Regions from separate parts of the Mus musculus genome. Here region 1 is linked to region 2. Evidence: chromatin contacts called from public promoter capture Hi-C data. All regions are on one chromosome and are shown on one strand. The core of a region is the stretch at or near the end of the contact, and the rest is flanking DNA. Distances in the headings are between cores, read along the strand shown. Region 1 holds the start of Epsti1 (epithelial stromal interaction 1 (breast)). Region 2 holds the start of Lrch1 (leucine-rich repeats and calponin homology (CH) domain containing 1).

Evidence for each region. Promoter capture Hi-C pulls out the DNA fragments that hold promoters and counts their contacts.
Region 1: a promoter capture Hi-C map of pre-B cells shows a contact between it and region 2, with 3 times the contacts expected there. The contact joins the promoter of Epsti1 here to the promoter of Lrch1 in region 2.

Annotation. Positions count from the first base shown.
Region 1 is chr14:77,902,391-77,906,836 of GRCm38.p6, reverse strand. It overlaps Epsti1 (epithelial stromal interaction 1 (breast)), which reads right to left and starts at 2,598. Exons shown (of 12, transcript NM_029495.2): 1 at 2,173-2,598. The coding sequence starts at 2,351.
Region 2 is chr14:74,945,175-74,949,780 of GRCm38.p6, reverse strand. It overlaps Lrch1 (leucine-rich repeats and calponin homology (CH) domain containing 1), which reads left to right and starts at 1,904. Exons shown (of 19, transcript NM_001252132.1): 1 at 1,904-2,397. The coding sequence starts at 2,121.

The sequences.
Region 1 (4,446 bases), core at 1,349-3,848, 3.0 Mb before region 2:
TTGTCATGGGCCAATCAAGTGGGAGCATTTTCTCAATTAACGTTCCCTCTTCTGAAAGGACTCTAGCTTCTGTCAAATTGGCACAAAACTACCAGAGCACTTGTGTATTTTATTTTGTAAAAAAGGTCTTTTAAGTCAATATGTTTTCTCATGATAGCATCATCAATAAATGGCTGTTACATGAAGTCATGGCTGTCAGCTTGTCAGCATTTACTGAACACTAGCTTAAAGGATGCGATCATGTCACCTTTAGTAATGAGAAAATGGAGGCACATAGTAGCTAAGCATGATATTCAGAGAGCAAGTCACCATAGAATCAGAACTTGAACTCATCGACTAGGCATCAAAGCCTATGATTGTAATCCCCACATTGAATCTGTTGCCCACATGAACTAACAGAAGAAGGTTGCCTACAAATGAGGTTAAAGTTACCTTTGCCACACAAATGCACTATTAAGACACTTAGCATCCTCCTTTCTTATTTTCCATCTCTCTCTCTCTCTCTCTCTCTCACACACACACACACACACACACACACACACACACACACATCTCCTAAATTTTCTCCCCCAGATAAATAAGACCTTCCTAATTTTTTGTTGTTGTGTTAACTGAGATGCCGTTTTGTTTTGCTCTCATGCAAGCCCCTTTACCTACCAACTTAATTAAGGAAGCAACTCAGCGAGTTGACATAGTGAATAAAGATACAAGCTGAATCCAGAGTGGTCCAAACACTCAGATGTTAAGCACCCAAAGGGGAGAGCATTCTCTAATGCTGCTGACTACCGCCAACTCTAATGAAGCAACTGATGTCTTTCAGGAAGTTCTCTAATGTTCTAGCAGCAAACTGTTCCTTTCAGAGGGATTTGGTCCAGCAAGACGAGGGAGCGATTAGCATCCCATCAGAAAACAGAAAGAGACAACTGCTTAGTGCCCACGAGATGAGAGGAGCATACAAAGACGTGCTTATATCTAAATGGATGCTTCCTAATAAAAGGATTTTTATCATTAACTACTCATAAGTGTGAGACCAGTTTATAGACATGTGACTCGGAGTTAATGAACTTCGGTTATGGCAAGATGCCAGTTATTCTGAGAGAAATTCCACAGTCTCTGATTGACTCCCAGATCACCTGCCCCATCTAAGGGTAGCTACCCTGAATGGTATCATAACCTCCCTACCTTCAGAAACGACATGGGGATGAAAGAATCTCTAGTGCTAGTGTGTATTGGTCATAAGGTTAGGTAGCTGTTCCTTAGCAACCAGCATTTGTCTTTCTTGCAACAAAGAAGTCGCTGCAAAGCAGGGAAACTAAAAATAAAACCATTTGTACAGTTCTAATTCACAGAGGCGGCACTTCAAACCATGGTGCTGAGTGGGAAAAAAAAAAGCCCATTCCACCCCGTGCAAGGAGAGGGTCGCTGGTGTTCTACAAAGCTTGCTTTCAAACTTTATATGCCCCAATACAGGGGAACACCAGGGCCAAGAAGTGGGAGTGGGTGGGTAGGGAAGCGGGGGGGGGGGTATAGGGGACTTTCGGGATAGCATTTGAAATGTAAATGAAGAAAATATCTAATAAAAAATTGGGGGGGGGAGCTCGAGTTCAGGATGCCACCGTCAGTCCTTAAACAGCAGATCAAGAATAAACGCCTCCTATGAGTCCCTGCTTTGCTTAGCATGCAATCCAATCTTGAGCGTCTGGGGTCCTCACTCCCAGCTGTACTGATGGAAACTTTAAGTTAGACCATTAGAGAACTTCCAGATAGCTTTAAGGCTATCTGGACCCTCTGCATCACGCTCCTTCTTGCCTTTATTCTAGCATGGTAGTCCCATTTAGAGCCGCCACCCCTTTCTCTAGTAAAGAAAAACTTACTTTCATAAAGAATGAAAAGCCCAGGTTGCATGTATTCATCTTTTAATCCTTGAGCCAGTCTTAAGAATCAGTGGACTGGGGGTGAGAATCTGCTATAAAGGTCTGCAAACAGGCAGGTGCAAGGCATAATAAATCAATTCCTAGGTGATTTTAAAGAGGTAAATGATATATAACTCTTTCAAAATCCCTGTTATTAAGCCTCTGTGATTTCAAACTCCAAAGACCAGGAAGGTACCTGGGGCCTGATTATATTCGGGAACAGGACTTCCTGCTTCCAAGGCAGCTTGCAAATACTTACCTTCCCTGGTCAGCATGCCCCTGCCTCTCCATCTTGGGGCCCTCGGGAGCTGCCACCTCCAAACTCTGTCTCCGGTTTTGCTGCAAGCCCAGCTCCCTGCGCTGCCCAGCTCCAGCGTGGTCCCGAGAGATGGAGGAAGTGCCCAAGCCTGGGCCCACCACCTTACTGCGGGTGTACATGGTCCACAGCCCGTGGGGTCCTGGCCACAGCCTTTGAGGGACGGATGCTGGTAAGGGCTTCTAAGGAGGCTCGAGGAAGGGGTTCTGAAGAGCAAGGAGAGCGGTTTTAACAGCTGAGTTTCGATTTCTCTTTAACCACCCGCTGGGTTCAGAGAACTTCCTCATTCATTCTCTACCCGGACACCCTTGGACTTTCTCACAGGTTAGCTTCCTGGGCTGAGCCTGCCTCTAGCAAGGCTGAAGAACTGAGCTGGTTCACCCAGCTGCAGGTGATCGGGCTCAGGGATTCATAGCCACTGCAGAGAGCACCAGAGATCATTATGATGAGCCTTGGGAAGCTTCTAAGCTGGTGCAAAATAGCCAGAAACCTGGAGAAACTTGAGCTGTTTAAGGGGTGTCCCTGATTTGAGGTCACTGTCAGAAGCTGGACACCCGGGGACATATTACCTTGAGTCCCCATAGATTAGGACAATAACTAAAAGCAATGGAACAGAAAAAGAATAGTTCCGTTTGTTAGTTGTGGCTGCTGTTTGGCGGTCAGAGGAAGTGGAAAGTGAAATCAGAAGAAAGAAAAACAAACAAACAAACAAACAAACAAAACAGCAGAGCTGGAGAGGCGAGCTGAGGGATAGGCAGAGCCGAGGGCCTGTTAGCCTCTCTAAGTGATTGACTAAGCATTCAAAAACCGACGGATTGAATGCCGGTCCTAAGCACAGCTTCCAGTGATCCAGCTCTGTTGAAACGTTAAAAACAAAGACCAGGTTTACAAGACTATTTCCATAGGTCTTGGACTATGTTCTGGCATCCTTTGTTTGTTTAGTTTTGTTTTTAAGGTTCCAGAAAATCCTGATGTGACTGTGTGGCTGGGGTGGTGGTGGTAGGGCATTATGACAGGGCTTCTGCTATAAAATTATGTGGTGTGTACCCATCCAGGTGACGTCCTACGGCAGAGCCTTTCTGCTTGGCAACTGGCCGCCCAGAAGTTTCACTGTCTTGGTTTATTTATTATTGGTGCTTAGAGCAGAAAGACAAATGCATGTTGGATAGCTAATAAGAGAATAAAACTGAAAGGTCGTTAAGTGCAAGTGGTAAAATAGGAAGGGAGAAGGCAGTGGCCATTGGAGTGCATAGTCTGCTGCACACACCACAACGAGGAGGTGTTGGGGCTTGGTTAAGTGGGCCAGAGCGTCTCAAAGCTCAGAGAGGATTAGAACCACATGATGGGTGTGTTAGAACGGGTATGTAGGTGCTTACCCTAGAGTTCAGCTCTGGAGTGGGCCTAAGGAATTGCCCTTCCAACAGTTCTCAGTGAGGCTGATCCAAGACCATTCTATGAACCAGTGCTGAAGGCAATGTAGACGGCAATGGGGGTGGGCCAGCGGGGGAAGAACCGGCAACAGGGGGGTGGAGGCAGGGGCAGGGGGGCTCTCCATAGAGCTTGAGAAAGTCAAAGTGAAGGCGAGATGGAAAAATGAACAGGTTAATAACAGGAAGAAAAACTGAGGACCTGGTTAGTAAAGCTAGGCCAGAGATGTGTATTAGCAGTAAGGCCGCTGTGTGGGAAATACAAAGTAGACATTAAAACCCAAACCAAACTAGAGATAACATAGGTTAAAGAAAACAAACAAAACTAAACAAGCAAATGAACACCAGGGAGAACTGATCCATCCCCAGGGGCAGTGGAGGGAGGGAAGGGAGGCCTTACATCACTCTGAGATCATGGACACATGCTGGCCCCAGGGCAGAGGTAAGTTTGCTTTCTTTGAGGTCCCATTTTCCTCATCTGCACTGTGGGAGCAGAAGTCCCCGTCTCCACCTTGTAAGGTGTTGTGAGGACTAAGGAGATACTTAATATCAATGGTTGTCCGAGTTGAGTTTTGCCTCCAACAGACATTAGGCAAAGCCTAGAGGCAGTTGTCACAGTGGAACCTAGAGGAGGAAGGATACCTGGCATCTAGTGGGGAGAAGCCAAGACACCGCTAAACATGAAATAGTGTTCAGACAGCAGCCCCACAGGAGAGTCACCCAGACCCAAATGCCCATGCCCAGAAGCAGCCAAATCCTCATGATAGACCCCAACAGAAAGCTCCAGTCA
Region 2 (4,606 bases), core at 655-3,154:
GTGTCTGTTCATTTCATCTGCCCATTTGTTGACTGGATAGATTTCTTGGGTGTTTAATATTTTTCTGTCATTCTTTTAACATCCTAGATATTGACAACCTAAATTTCAAATGATGCTGGGTAGTCAAAACAATACTGAACAAAAAAGGTAATGGCTGGAGGAATGGCAATAGAAGATTCTAAGTATCACAGAACTGCAGGAAGAAACACAGCATGGTGTTGCCACAAAACCACGTAACTCAAAGGAGCAGAAGATTCAGGAATGAATCAGTGCAGCTGCACCTAAGGCTACCTCACTAGGTACCCAAAGCACACACCAGAGAAAAGAAGGTCTCTGGCACATCGCGCTGGGAAAGCTAGATTCTGCATGTGGAAGAATTAAACTGGATCTCTGTATCTTGCCCTGCCCAAAGATCAATTCAAAATGGATCAAAGCACTTAATATAACACTCAAAAACCTTAAATGGTCAAAGGAAAACAGGAAAAAACCCTCCATGATGCAGGAATTGGGAAGGATTCTCTGAAAAGAGCCCTAAGCTCACAGGAAATGATTACAAAAACTGTCAAGCAAGATTGAATGAAATGAAAATGCTTCTACACCACAAAGGAAGCAACAGATCGAAGAGACCGCCTACAGAACAGGGTGAAAACAAAACTAAGCTTAAGGCACAGTTTATGAAATCATAGAGACTTGAAGGAAGTGGAGCCAGAGAGGAGGAAGGTGGTGGGGGGTGAGGGCGGCACACCACTAGGTGGCGCCTGTTTCTTCCGGAATAAGTAGGATTTGCTCTCAGCCTGGAATCTCAGGAATTAAGGGGTAGCCCTGTAGCGAAGTCCATGCAAGTGACATAGATCATGTCATACTTAGTGCTGAGCCCAAGAAGTCATTAGGTCCACGCGGCTGCCTAGACTATCACAGATCTGCATTACTGTAGTATGTATGATAAAGTTGTATCATGTCCATACTTCACTCCAGCCTCATTTCTCCAAGCCGAGTCACTCCATAGAGACTATCAAGCTTTGGGTCCCAGGCTGTTAAGGTGTGGGAAGGGAATGGAGGCTTTATCAGTCTTCCAGCTGGGTGGCTTTAGGTGACACAGGTCCTCTGGCTCTTCCATGGGGTGCAAGGCCTGGCTCAGGCGCCCACTGTAGGTCAACCCATGGCAGAAGATTTGTTTGCAATCAGACAGTTCAGTTCCCATGCCTCACATGAATAAGAAGGTGGCGCACCCGGAACATTTCATAGTACCTAGGCTTAGGTTTAAGATATGACCTTTGTGATCACTAGGTCTTTGGCGTTCTAACGCTTGGAGTAATAATTTGGGTATTTTATCATAAAAATTACCCTTTCTCAAAGCCCTTCCTCTATAGATTTGTCTATTTGCCCTGAAGTCTTTCTTGTTCCTGTGGTCTGTAGTGAAGGTGCAAAATTTTGGTGACTGTGGGCTGCGTGTTCGAATTCTGCAGGGGTGATCGCGGCTCGCTTTAACTTCCTCTCGCTGAAGGAAGCAATTTTTCCACTCACAGATTTCCTGGATTTAGTGAGAGATTTTGTATGGTAAGCACCTAAATGCCAGGGGGCGTCCGTGAGGGTAAACCCACAGTGGAAAAACTGCTTTTGGGGGCAACTCTGGATCAATCAACCAGAACCACTCTCCTCCCTGTGACCTTGTATTCCAAATCTTGTCTCCCGCCTCGCCTGGGTTTTCATAAACGGCTTAAAAAAAATCCCAGAAGACAAAAACGAAACCGACAAAATACCCTGGCCCGCAGATGTGTAAACTACAAGGGGTCGGGCTGGAGAGAAAGTCACCCAGAATGTGCATCCAGTTCCAGCCAGCTTCGGGGGTGGAGCGCCAACAAGCTGCGGAGGAGGAGCGGCGGGCGGGGGCGCGAGCACGAGCAGACACAGGCGCGCCACCGCTGCCGTCGCTGCCGCCGCCGCAGCCCTTGGCTCCCCCGGCTGGAAACCTTGGCGATCGAACTGCTGCCTCCACCTCTGCGCCGCTTGCCGCCCCTCCCGCAGTCCCGCGGCTTTCGAGGGAGCGCTGCGGGGACTCGGGACCGCCGGGGAAACCTGTGACCCCGCGCAGGAGCGGCGGGGCGGGGGACCGGGAGAAGATGGCGACGCCGGGAAGCGAACCCCAAGCTTTCGCGCCCGCTCTCTCGGTAACCGCCCTGCACCCGCATCTCCACCAGCACCACCAACACCACCAACACCACCAGCACCACGGAGGCACCGGCGGCACCGGCTTCAACCTGCCCTTGAACCGTGGTTTGGAGCGCGCGCTGGAGGAGGCGGCCAACTCTGGGGGCTTGAACCTGAGCGCCAGGAAGCTGAAGGAGTTTCCCAGGACTACGGCCCCGGGACATGACCTCTCGGACACGGTTCGGGCAGGTGAGACAAGGCCGGGGCTGGCCACGCGTGTGCGAGCCGGGCTGTCGCTCCTTCCCGCCGGGCCCGAATGTGTTACTAGATTGGCTCGGCAGGAGCGGGTTCTGCAACGAGCACGGTGGTTGTAGCGGGCACGGTGGTCCTCCTGGCCCCGGCGACCTGCGACCGTGGTGCAGGAGCGCAGGGATGCGCCTAGGAGCTGTTCCTGGCGCGCGGGAAGTGGGGGCATCTCGGGCGACCGCGAGCAAGTCCAGAACACGAACCAAGTCGTGGACCTCTACATGGAAGCATTCTGCGTCCTGGTGGGTGGGGAAGGCCAGACAAAGGTGGCCGGCCGTCGGCTAGCCCTGTCCTCTCCGCGTAGTGTCGGGGCCCCGGCCTCCGCGCCGCGCGACCGTGGCTTGCTGCAGCCAGAGAGGCGGTGCCAACCTTGGTTCTGCGCCTGTGCGAGCAGAGGCTGGTGTCTGGCTCTCCGCCCACACATTTTGGTTCCCTCCACCGGGGCTCCCCGGTTCTCACTAACCCCGGTCTTTGCGGGGGCCCTGGAGGGGAAGCGTGGCATAGTAAATGAAAAGTAATTAAAGTGAGCCTGTTTGCCAGTGTGAGCCCGGCAAGTTGTAACCCGCGCCACAGAGCAGCCTGCTTCTTCAAGTTGTGTCATGTGTTGACATATTTTGGAGATGTCTGCTTTCCCTTTAGTAGTCGGAGTTGTGGGAGTGGACCCATAAACAGGAAGGAGGGTGGTGGAAGAGGGTTGGGGCCTTGGGAATCCGTGCAGATCTGACTTAAGTTTCCGACCATATCCTGTTCTGTTCTTTGCGGGACGATTTGTACCCCAGCGAGCGCCTAGCGTTTCCCAGGGCAGTGGGTGCCCCACTTTTGTGCCATTGCCTAGACCTCACGACTGTCGTTGTCTCTTCCGACTTGCATCAGGTCTCTTAGGCTTCTGAATGGCTTGGCTTTCAGATGGGGTCCTTCAGCTACTTATAAAGGAAGACTAGGGGGCGGGGCAGGGGAGCCAGCTGTGGCTTTCGGAGGCTAGGTTTCTGGTTAATTCCATAAACATTTAATCAGGAGACCAATTGAAAATTTAGATGGAGTTCTGAGTCCATTGGAGGCTAGAAGCACTCCTCTGGAGTCATTAAACGGTGATATTTGGGTTTAAGGATTGTCAGGAATGGGTAAGCAGAGGGGAAATTCCAGAACTCAGTTTTCAACAGCTGGAGAGGCTCTTGATAGGACCTCATAGTTACAGCTTCTCAAGTAGAAGTTATTCTAAGAGTCGCCTGAATCATTAACCTTAAAAAGTCACCCCATGTTTTCCTTCCCATCTGCCATAGTTAGAATGGCTGTGTACTGCAGAATGGAGAATCAGAATGCCCCATGCTAACGTGTTCGCGCTATTCAGTAGCAGGCTTAGAGTTATTCCAACACTTCAGTATTACTCATGATTCCTCCCAAGGTTGGGTAGAGTTGGCATGTGTGCTGTGCTGGCATGTCTTTGAGAATACCATTGCTTTAAAAGTAGTGGAGGGAGGTGTTCATCTTTCAGTTACCGCCTCTGTGAGTTGACACTGTGTGGAAAGGGTCCTTCCTTCCTGTTCTCTCTGTGTGCGGTGGGGTGTGCAGGTGTCCAGGCATTAGGAGTGTTACATATATTTTAATGCTCCTAAAATCCTTAAGTAGTCAAAAGTAAGAGGCTTCATGCTAATTCTCCACCCTAAAACAGTTACTATTTTGGAGCAGCAGCGGCAAAAGAATGTCAGCTACGTTTGTGGGCACTTAAGGCAATACCATAAAGAAAACAAAAGCAAAAACAAAAACAGTAGCTGAAGAGTCTGTTGTTTTATGTAAAAGTTTCAACATTCACATGTGTTAAGGATTGCTTGCCTTGACCTGAGTCACACATGTGAGTGAGTATTCCTCTCTTCTCCAGAAATGCTTAGGTTGGACACGGGGACTTTGCCTGTGAGCCCAGTAGTTGGAGGCCAGTCTGGACTTAGTAGTAAATTCCAGGCCAGCCTCCGTTACAGGTTAAGGCGGCCCTGACTCATTCTTCATGCCTATACACCCCCACATCCCCCAAAGAGTGTATTAAATTGAGCATTATTCTTTACTTGTGAAAGCAACAAAGCAAAATAAAGACATTCCGTGGGGGGTGTTGACATTTCCTACACATAAGGGAGTTGAGGGAGATGTTGAACCTTTGGTA